Linked DNA regions of Sus scrofa: all the other regions are linked to region 1. The links are chromatin contacts, called in public HiChIP or PLAC-seq and promoter capture Hi-C maps. All regions are on one chromosome and are shown on one strand. The core of a region is the stretch at or near the end of the contact, and the rest is flanking DNA. Distances in the headings are between cores, read along the strand shown. Region 1 holds the start of AAAS (aladin). Region 2 holds the start of PCBP2 (poly(rC) binding protein 2). Region 3 holds the start of MAP3K12 (mitogen-activated protein kinase kinase kinase 12).

Region 1 (3,663 bases), core at 189-2,688:
ATGGTCACCTAGTTCATGGCAGAGTTATTGCTAATCCTCACCGATATCTGTTTCGCACTTTACAATTTATTAAATGGCTTCATTTCCATTATTTTTACGGGAAACAACCATGTGTAATAACTAGGACACTGCAAGGGAGGGAGCTGAGGCCCAAAGAATTCAATGATTTTTCTGAAGTTATACAGCTGTAAGAAGAGGACCCCCCCCAGGCGTTCTCTTGTGGCGCAGCAGGTTAATAAACCGCCATTGTCACTGCAGTGGCTTAGGTCACTGTTGTGGAGCAGGTTAGATCCCTGGTCTGGGAATGGCCATATGCCTCTGACACGACCAAAGGAAAAAAAGGAAGAGGAGTCTTCATTCTGTATTAGACTCTCCAATTCTAGTTCCATTCTTTGTAGCTACAGTAGGATCAATCTCACTTTTTTTTTTTGGAGGGGGGGGTGCTGCTGGTGGTTTAGGCACAAGTTCCTGGGCCAGAGACTGAATGTGCAGCACAGTAGCAACCCAAGCCACAGCAGTGACAACACAAGATCCTTAACCTGCTGAATCACAGGAAACTCCAATCTCACTTTTTAAAATATGAGTTTCAGGAGTTCCCGTCATGGCTCAGTGGTTAACGAATCCGACTAGTAACCATGAGGCTGCGGGTTCGATCCCTGGCCTTGCTCAGCAGGTTGAGGATCCAGCGTTGCCTGAGCCGTGGTGTAGGTCGCAGACAAGGCTCAGATCCCACGTGGCTGTGGCTGTGGTGTAGCCTGGCAGCTACAGTTCCGATTCAACCCTTAGCCTGGGAACCTCCATATGCTGCGGGTGCAGCCGTCAAAAGACAAAAGACCAAAAAAAAAAAAAACACCTAGTTTTGGTATTTTTTGGTCAGATCTCCCTGTGCCTCACTTTCCTCATGGTGACAGAACAGTACCCACCTCATGGGGTTGTTACAAAGATTATACAAGCACTTATAATAAGTGCTCAGGAAATGTTAAGTTTCCCAGCTGTTCCCACTTTTCCTTCCAGGAGGCTTAACTCTCTGGGCTCTAGTTTCGGGCGAGCGCAACACTCTCCCTCCCAAGGCGCTCCACCTGACCTTCCTTCAGCTTTCCAGCCAGCTAGCTGCCCGTAACACAGCGGGTATTTTCCTCTGGGCGATCCACAGTCCTAGGAGGGTTTAATTAGGTACTTCCCTGAACGTGGCTTATTTTGGGCTTTCCGAGAGCTGAGAGTGAGTGGGGGACGGTGTTTGGGAATTCGGAACTGGGAAAAACAGCAGTCTCATAGGAAAAAAAGAAAACAAAGCAAACCAACACTCCGACCTTCAACTAGGGGTCGGCTCTACGGACTGCCTGCGTCTCTCCCCCTCCGGCCGCCAGGCGGCGCGCGAGGACGCCCCGGAAGTCTGTCCTGGGACTTCGCGTGCGTCCTCTTTCTCCGTTGCCCTTCCACTCACTTCCGTTGAGCTTTGCAACGTCTTTTGTCCCAGGCGGCTACCCGTACGCATCCGAATCTAGCCCGGGAACTAAGAGACGGAGGAGCGGGATCCGCGAGTTTACTGATTCCGGACCTCCTGGGGACCTGCAAGATGTGCTCCTTGGGGTTGTTCCCTCCGCCGCCGCCTAGGGGACAAGTCACCCTATACGAGCACAATAACGAGCTGGTGACAGGCAGTAGCTATGAGAGTCCGCCTCCTGACTTCCGGGGCCAGGTGGCCGGGGCGAGGAGGGAGGGGACCTACAGGCATGGGGGGCGGAGTCGGAGAGAATCGGGGAGCAGAGGCTGTGTGACAGGGGCGGGGTTGCGGTCCCCAGCCTGGAGGACTGGAAATAGTCTGGCCCCGCTGGAGAAGAATGGAAGGGCTGAAATGTATTTTAGTGGGATTGTTGGATGAAGGATGCTGAGAAGCTGTGGGGCAGGCCCAGAGGGAACGGAGAGAGTGAATGTAGGGGATGTGAGGGTGCAAGAGAACTTCGGAAAAGTTGGAGACGGTGTCTGGGAGAACTAGGAAGGCACAACCGCAACCTGGGGAGTTTTTCCGCTGCGCTTTTCCTGGGAAGGAAAAGGAAGAGAAACTGACGTTTATTGAGATTTTGCTATGTAAGGTGGAGGCTCCGAGTCAGGTGTTCTCCACAGATGTTTTAATAATATGTTTTTTTGCTTTTTAGGGCCGCACCCTAGGCATATGGAAGTTCTCAGGCTAGGGGTTGAATTGGAGCTGCAGCTGCTGGCCTACACTACAGCCACTGCAATGCAGCATCGGACACACGTCTGTGCCCTACACCACAGCTCATGGCAACGCCAGATCCATATCCCACTGAGTAAGGCCAAGGATCAAACCTGCATCTTCATGGGTACTAGTCGGATTTGTTCCTGCTGTGCCACAATGGGAACTCTTTTAATAATGTGATTTAATAATCACAACAACCCTATGAAATATTATTGTAGTTTTACAGATAAGGGAGCTAAGACCTGTCTCCCAGTCCCACAAGTGTATTTGTGGACCTGGAAACGGGTCCCTGGGGCCTCTTCCCCTCAGCCCAGCTATAGGTCCAGTAGGGAGTTCAGTAGAGATCTGGGGAAGAGACTAACTCAGTGTTATACCTCTCACTTCTGGCTCCAGTGGATCAATCTACCTGTCCTAAACCTGACCAAGGATCCCTTGAAGACCCCCGGAAGGCTGGACCATGGCACAAGAACTGCTTTCATCCACCACCGGGAGCAAGTGTGGAAGAGATGCATCAACATTTGGTGAGACATGGCCCCGGGTCTCCTGGGCCATGGTCTGCAGATCCTGGAGGAAATGAGGTCACCATCCCTCTCCCTCCGCCTTGGGCTTCCTGGCCCTCTCTAGCTCACAGCTGTCTCTCATTCAGCGTATTGGGTCATCAGTCCCTTGTGTGGAACTGAAGGCTGTGCATTTCATCTCCAGTGTCTTGCCTGCCTTTCTGGTTTGATTTTGTGAACCTGCTCTCTCATGTGATTATCACTTTCAGAGCCTTTACCTGAAACTCAGCAAGGTATAAGATTGGAGCCAATAACCTCATGTGTAGGTCATTCTTTTTTTTTTTTCAGGGCCGCACCTGCAGCATGTGGAAGTTCCCAGGCTAGGGGTTGAATCAGAGCTACAGCAGCTGCTGGCCTACACCATAGCCGCAGCAACTCGGGATCCGAGCCGCACCTGTGACCTGCACCACAGCTCATGGCAGTGCCGGATCCTTAACCCACTGAGCAAGGCCAGGGAGCAAACCTGTATCCTCATGGATACTAGTTGGGTTCCTTACCGCTGAGCCACAACAGGAACTCCAAAGTCATTTGTTTTTCATGTGTATCGACAGAGCCATACTGCCTGGAGTCAATTCCTGGCTGTGCCGCTCTAGCTGTGTGACCTTGGGCAAGTTACTTAATCACTCTGTTCCTCAGTTTCATCTTCCATAAAATGGAACCTATCTTACAAGGTTGTAGTGATGATTTTGTTTGTTTGTTTTTTAGGGCCGCACCTGCGGGATATGGAGGTTCCCAGGCTAGGGGTCCAATGGGAGCTACAGCTGCAAGCCACAGCCACAGCAATGCTAGATCCGAGCTGCGTCTTTAACCTACATCACAGCTCACAGCAACACTGGATCCTTAACCCACTGAGGGAGGCCAGGGATCAAACCTGCAACCTCATGGTTC
Region 2 (3,603 bases), core at 1,055-3,554, 140 kb before region 1:
AAGGTTATTTTAACTATTATGAATGTTTTCTGACTCTTTTCCTTAAGTGCACAGTCTATCACTTGGCAGCCTTGTATACATCTAGCACAACTGCATTAACAGCTCAAGTTTTGTAACAAAGAATGGAAGGCGACTTTCCAGTTCATTAATGGTAAGGTTTCCGCTGACTCTCAGGATGTGAAAGATTTCTTCAGTTGGCAATGGTTCTAAGGGAACTGCTGAACCTGCATCAGTTGTCCTTCAGCAGACTAAGCTTCAAAAGAATAGAAACACCTGGAAATAATGAAGGCAAAACTCTAACCAACTACAGTGAGGGAAGCAACCTTTCGCTTCCTTGTTAGGCTCACACTGGAATCTAGTGAGGACACATGTAAATATTCTTACTGGCAGCAATTTCTACATAAAGAAATTAAGATTTAGCTTATATTACAGTGCTGAATGTCAGTAGATGTCACCAAATAATTTTCAAAAGATTTAAATCAACCACCTCAATGAAAAAAGTATTATCTGAAATGCCTTCTATGCAAGCTGGGGTTCCATATTCCTTTTTGAGAAATGACTCAATACATTAAGTGCAGCCTGAGCCCTCTTTTCCCAAACCAACTTGATAGTGCCTCAAGAGTTGAAAATTTTCCTTCTTTCTGTTATTAACCTGTTACCACGCAATCTTTATTCAACTCTACTAAATCTTAAATTTTCTTCCAAAGAAAACAATCAAAATAACTGGTATTGCTAAAAACGTATTAAGGCCATAGAAGTAATGAGCCTTTCCTACCAAATGAAGCCTTTTCCCCACCCTACCCTCTAATGTTCCTAACCTTTCTGCTTTAATTGATGACATGTAGAAACAATGTTTTCGTATATAGCTTAGCCTACAACACCTCCTTACTACTTAACAACCTTAGCTTTAAAAATAATCTCCCCAAAGTTGTGAAATTTCTCCAGTGACATTTTTAGTATCCAGCCCTTCAAAACATCAATGATCTCTCTCCTACAGCTAAGTTTTCCCTCTTCACATAACCAGCCACTGTTTTAACTTTGCTCTAGGACCATATCCTAAATATTAAAAGTGTTTAAGTGGCTGCCAGACCATTCTGTATATAGCAAGCTGCTCCATGGTTACCTCAAGTGTGTGATTACTTAAAAGATGGGCTTTGCATCCCCAAAGCACCTCATTCCCCCGGTTTCAGAATATAATTAATTGCTGGAAAAATACCAGCATTCAACACTTTTCACTCATGGAAAAACAAGAGTGCTGGGGGTGGGGATGGGGGGGAGACATTATTAGGTCTGTAAGAACGACATTTTAAAAAAATAAGACACGGTAAAAATTTGGCAGTTTAATTCCTTATAGCTACTAACATACAACAGAAGCACTTGACAAATACCACAATAAATGCAAGTTCGAAAGGGCAAGAATATTGAAATATCTGGAGCCATTTCTTGAGGTAAGGCAGAAAGAAGCATTTCCAACTCTAAATCATCCAAGAAATCCCTGTCATATTTCTCTCCTGACTAGGTCAATGTAAGTGTATCCAATCCCAGGAATCCAGCAGTTAATCCTGCAGTACATTACCCCTTCTCCTATAAATAGCTCTGTCTGGGTCTATAGCGGCAGGCATTTTGTAATTTCAAAATTCGTTACCCCGAGACAACGTCCTGAATAACTCGGTAACTGGGAGCCCGTCCACCCTTGAACTCCGCAGCCCCCTTCTCCTTGGTCATCCAAGCATTTTCCACCTAAAAAATGCACCCCCCATCCCTCCACTAGAAAAGAGGAAAAAAAATAAATAAACGGTTCGGTCGGGGGGGGGCGCTGCGATCCAGGGGGAGGGGCCGGACTAGTAGCGCCTCCTCGTGTGGCTGCGCCAGCGCCTGACCCCCGCGGGGAGCCGCGCTCACCCGCCCGGCCAGCAAGCCGGCCATCGCCTCCCCCACCCCCCTCAACCAACAAATCCACCGCCGCCCCCCCTACCGCGCGCGCGCCCTCCTTGACTCTTGCGCAGCCGCCACCGGGAAAAGGCGGGGGGATGGGGGGAGGCCTTGCGCGAGGCCTACTAGGCCTCGGCGGAGCCAGGGCCTTGCGTGAATGGCCGGCCAAGCAGAGTGAGAGGGAAGGCGCTCACGCGGGACTACGCGAGGCCGGGGCTCGTGACGGGGACCGGAGCCCGCTAAGAACGATGGCAAGAGCAGAAATACAGCTATAGCCGGGGGCGGAGGAAAAATTTTGAAGCTTACCTGCAGGCGCGAGGCGACTGAGGGGGAAAAGGGGAGCGGGCGGGAAGGGGAAGGGCGGGAGGCCGGGGGCGGAACAATAGGGGCGGGCGGGAAGGCAAGGGGGGCCCCGCGGGCGGGCGGAGGAGGAAGGGGGGGGTGGAGGAGGAGGAGGAGGAAGGGGGAAAGAGACCCCGGGGCGGGTGGAGGGCGGCGGAGGGCGGGCGGGCGGGCGGAGGGCGGGCGGGCGGGAGAGGGCGCAGGCTGCGGCTGCTCCGGCTGCTGCCTCTGCTGGTCTGGGAGGGGGACGGGGCGGAGCGGCCCGCTTTCAACCCCGCGCACCCTCCGACCCCGGAAGCGCTAACCGCCCCGGGGGCCGGCGAGGCGACTGCGTCGTCCAAACCTTCCTCACGCAATGCGGACGGCCTCCCAATAGCCTAGAGCGGCTCCTTGGACAGCGTTGGCACCAGCGAGACAATAACTGGTAGTAGATGGCGAAGTCTAGGATAGAGCGGCAGCGCAGGGGCCAGGGAGGAAACTAGTGGCCCCTAGCGGGCTGGTTGGAAAGCTCAGGCGTTAGTACGGAGAGAGTTGGCAGTCGCCATGGATAAAGGAAATGGGAAAATGGGAGGGGTGAGGAGGCACTGACAAGAGAGGGTGGGAAAAACTCAGTAAGTAGTCTATAGTGAGATTCAAAAAGAGAAAAAAACTAATTTGCCATAATGGAAGTAACTTTTACACCAACTCCTTACTCTGAAAATTGGTAATTAAAGGAATGAATTAAGCTTTTACCCTTTCTTTTAGGAAGAACTGTACTAAGGGGAAACTTTTAAACAAGAATTCCATATGATGAATGTAGAGAAATAAAAGAGAAAATCACCATTCATTCTCTAACCCAAAATGAAATAAATGATTCAAGCAACCATCATCAATCATCAAAATTTTAAGTGAAACGCTGTTAGGGAACAGGATATTCTCCCAGTGCCAAATATCACCACATAGATTATTTGCAAGTCCCACTAAAAGCCCCCCAAATTTTAACTTTAAAGATCTGATAGTCACCACTTTACAAATTGATCAAACTTTGCATCACTAATAGTACAACTTTGACATAGTCCTTGATGAGATGCCATAAGTACATACATACATACATACATACATCATCTATTAAGTAGTCCCGGCAAGTGTTTGATCTTCATCTAATCAAGCCTTCAGAACCGATTTGCAATTTACAGGAAATTTACAAGGGTAATAGAAAAAGTGAAACACATTGAAGAGATAATGAGCAAATCTAGAATGTGGGAATTCAACAAGACAACTACCCTATTCTCTGGAAAAGGAAAATGGTGGATCTTGTTTGGATCCTGGTTTTAAAGAAAATAGCCATAG
Region 3 (3,409 bases), core at 190-2,689, 180 kb before region 1:
GGAGCGGACCCCTCCACTATTGCTTCCCAAGCCGAGGATGTGTTTTTGGTTTGGGGGTTGGTTCGTTTGCTTGTTTTTATTATCGCCCCGCCTCCTTCCCTCCGCGTAGCCTCTCCCCAGGGCTGGGGCTCTGGGCGTGCGTACTAGCCGATTGGCAGCGGCTGGGGGACGGCGCCGTAAGGGCGAACTCGAGCTAGAAGGCCTCCGGATCCCAAGAAAACTACAGAACCCAGGAGCTCGCGCGCGTCATCTTTGTCGCAACTAGAGGGGCAGGGTCAAATATTCACGAAAAGCTTTGCAGCACAATTGGTTATTCCCGAATGGACCTACTTGCTCTAGGTGGATTGCAATTGGTTATTTCACCTAGAGAGGCGGGGACAAGAGAAGGCTCAGCCCCTTTGACTCCGCCTCTTTCTTGAGAAAAGGTTGTGATTGGCCCAGGGGTGATGCTGCTGTCGGTTCCTGGCTGTTTGCGGTCTGGGAGGGTGGGTCCTGCCTGCACGCGGGAGGGGACTATTCTCTGCCCCTCAGAGCGCCAGGCCAGTCAGTTTTAAGTCCAAGTTCATCTCTGTCTCAGTTTCCACTCAGCCTCTGACCTAAACCCTGGCTCTCGGGCCTTCGTCTCACAGAAACGACTACTTTTTCCTAGGTTGTCCTTCACTTCCCTTACCCTTAATTTTGCCCTGCAGCCGGTCGGTTTCCGCTTCTTTTCTAAAGCCTCTTTAGAATGGCTCTAGTGAACTTTTCTGTAGCTGGTTCCCCTACACCAGGAGACCCCCCTATGGAGCCTGAGAATCAGGCTATAATGGGACGACAGGATTAGAAGGACTAAGGCACATGGTGATCTCATTCCCTCTGCCTTGCGTCTTGTGTCTCTCAGCTAAAGAGAGAGCAAGAGAGGATTCTGGCCTGTTAAGACTAATTGACTAATGTGTGTGCAGAGCAGAAGGCGGATGTTGAGGTCCCGAGCTTCATTCCCTCCTCGCCGAAGTCTCACAGCCACTGGCCTGAAAGATTGTAGGGAGAATCTTGTGACCTTGGAGAAAGAGATCACGAAAAAATGTCTGAATCTAATGAGTGTTCTGAGAATGGGTCAGGGAAAAGCAAGTCCCCGCACCGACGGACTTGCTCGGTGCGGGGATGATGGTCCAGAGAAATCTTGGAGTAATAATGAGGGGTTATCCAGGAACACTAGCAGGGAACGGGGATTGAGCTGAATGGATCCCAGGTGGGTGAAACTGGAGTGGTGACAGGGGAAAGAAGGCTGTCAAGATCAACATGACGGGGGGAGCGATGCTAGAGCGCTGGGGTAGTCCCATCTGAGGGGCTCTTGTCTCAGGGTATAGCAGGGAGCTTAGAAGATCGCTCATAGGGGGCGCCTACGGAATCGGTTAAAGGCCGGAGGTGGGACCGCCCCAGGTCACCGCCAGCAGGAAGGTGCGGGGCCCAGACCGGCCAGAGACGAGCCTGGAGCGCGCCGGATGGCAGCAGCGGGCTCCTTTAAGAGGCCGGCGGCTCCAGCGCAGCATCCCCCGCTCAGGGCGTGTCCGTCCCGGGGGGCCGGGGGCGGGGGCCTTGGAAGGAGCAGGAGTTCAAGCCGAGTGAGGACAGGGCTTGGGGTCGGGGGGTGGGGGAAGAAAGCTGAAGCTGACATCCCGCGCTCCCGGACACCGCACGAGCATCGCCTGTGACAGCGCCCCTGGTCCGGTTGAGGGCAGCGGGGGGAGGAGGGAAGGAGGAGGAAAAGGAGGAGGAGGCGGGAGCAGCATCCGGAGCCGAGCTGCAGCAGCGCCGCCTTTTGTGCTGCGGCCGCGGAGCCCCCGAGGTGAGAGCCGGGCCGAGTTGTGGAGGGTTGGGGGTAGGGATAGGTCCGAGACCCGGGACCTGGGTGCCGAGGGAGGGTCGGGATGCAGATGTGGCGGGGTGTGGGGAGGGTGGCGCAGGGATGCTGAGACTGTGAGGATGGAGGAACTGGGGACCTGGACCCGACGCCTGTGGGGATGGGAAGGAGGGGAACCAAGCAGAGGGATGCCGCGGCCCAGCTTGGAGGCTAAGGGCCTCCAGAGCTGAAAAGGAGTGTATGGGTGGGGGTGGGGGGATGATTGGGGAACAGACTTAAAGGACAGGGGGAAAGAGAGCGTCCTCCTCTCCTCCCACTCAACCTCAAGAAGGGGGGGGGAGAGAAGGAGGAAGAGTTTGGGCCCCTCAGGAAAGGGAAGGATGGACAAGGCCTCATGTGCCCCCCATCCAACTCCCTGCCCCCCACACTTAGCAGGCTGCACCTGAGGATTATAGGCAGTGAGCACCTGTTCCTGGATGCCCAGGTGATGGTCATCCTCCCCTCCCCCATTCTTATGTGGTTTTTCTGCCTCCCCTAACCCATGTCCCTGGACCAGCCCTTTCACGAGCCTCCTCCCTTTTCCCTACACTCTGATCAAACTCCTTGGTTTAAAAATAAGCAAGAATCCTTTGCACAGAGTTAAAACTCCTGGGAACCATGGCCTTGGCTGAGGGGAGGGAAAAGAAAGGGCCAGAGGCTCTACAGACAGTGGAAGGAAATAATGGGGAGTCCCTTAGAATTGAGGGAAGAGTCCCATCTTTGAGCTCCATTACCTGCTCCCTTCTGGAAGGAGCAGGGGTCAGGGGTCCTCAGCCAGGTGGAGGCGCACCCAGGGTCTCTCTCCCACCAGGGTTCTCTCCCATTACACCCTGTGGGTCTCTCTAAATACCATTTTCCTTCCAACTCAGAGGATGGATTCCATGGCTCTGGGAGCTCTCATTTTTTCAGCCAGAGGGTCACCCCAAGGGAAGGGGAGTCGGGGGCAGTCAGGAAGGGCCTGAGTGCACCCTGGCTCTTCCTGTCCACATGCTGAAGTTCCTCTCAGCTTTAGGGCCTGCTCTCCCCTATCTAATACTTAAGGATGGGAAAAAACTTCTGCCTGCTCCAGGCTGCCACCCATCCATTCACCGCGGGGACCCAGGTGATGCTGGGAAAACCAACACCAGCACAAGTGAAAATGCGTAACATCCACCCCTAATTCAACCCAGTTATGGGCAGGGGAGGCAAGAAGTTTAAGCAGGAAGTGGCTCAGGACTTCCTGGGTGTCCTTACAGCTGAGGATGGCAGAAACCCTCTAAAAACCTTTTGCTGTTTCCCAGTCCTTCCCCTAGAGGTGATGATGTGCTAGCCTGGCTTTGCCAGGAAGAGGACCCTAAATTCTAGTACCCACCGCTCTGGACTTGCCCAGTGGCTTGTTACGTGTAGTCCCACCTCACCCTGCTGGGCTGGGAGAAAGAAGGAACTAGGGAATCAACCCTGCCAGGAGTCCTTATTGGGGCAGAAGGAAGATACTGTGGAGATGACACCAGCAGGGGACATGGGAGCTTCACCAGGCGGTGGCCACAGACA

What was found. Promoter capture Hi-C pulls out the DNA fragments that hold promoters and counts their contacts. HiChIP or PLAC-seq counts read pairs in DNA pulled down with a chosen protein or histone mark.
Region 2: a promoter capture Hi-C map of fetal skeletal muscle shows a contact between it and region 1, with 5 times the contacts expected there. The contact joins the promoter of PCBP2 here to the promoter of AAAS in region 1. A contact is called at or near these places in 2 of 5 promoter capture datasets (fetal skeletal muscle and liver), 1 of 47 Hi-C or Micro-C datasets (embryonic fibroblasts) and 2 of 2 datasets of contacts at active chromatin or transcription factors (alveolar macrophages and skeletal muscle).
Region 3: an H3K27ac HiChIP or PLAC-seq map of alveolar macrophages shows a contact between it and region 1. The contact joins the promoter of MAP3K12 here to the promoter of AAAS in region 1. A contact is called at or near these places in 2 of 5 promoter capture datasets (fetal liver and liver), 12 of 47 Hi-C or Micro-C datasets (blood, embryonic fibroblasts, heart right ventricle and 5 more) and 2 of 2 datasets of contacts at active chromatin or transcription factors (alveolar macrophages and skeletal muscle).

The regions. Positions count from the first base shown.
Region 1 is chr5:18,535,610-18,539,272 of Sscrofa11.1, reverse strand. It overlaps AAAS (aladin), which reads left to right and starts at 1,438. Exons shown (of 16, transcript XM_003355403.4): 1 at 1,438-1,699; 2 at 2,612-2,739. The coding sequence starts at 1,577.
Region 2 is chr5:18,672,895-18,676,497 of Sscrofa11.1, reverse strand. PCBP2 (poly(rC) binding protein 2) reads right to left here and starts at 2,304. Exons shown (of 14, transcript NM_001244512.1): 1 at 2,239-2,304.
Region 3 is chr5:18,715,239-18,718,647 of Sscrofa11.1, reverse strand. It overlaps MAP3K12 (mitogen-activated protein kinase kinase kinase 12), which reads left to right and starts at 1,439. Exons shown (of 14, transcript XM_003126192.6): 1 at 1,439-1,825. TARBP2 (RISC-loading complex subunit TARBP2) reads right to left here and starts at 60. Exons shown (of 9, transcript XM_003126194.6): 1 at 1-60.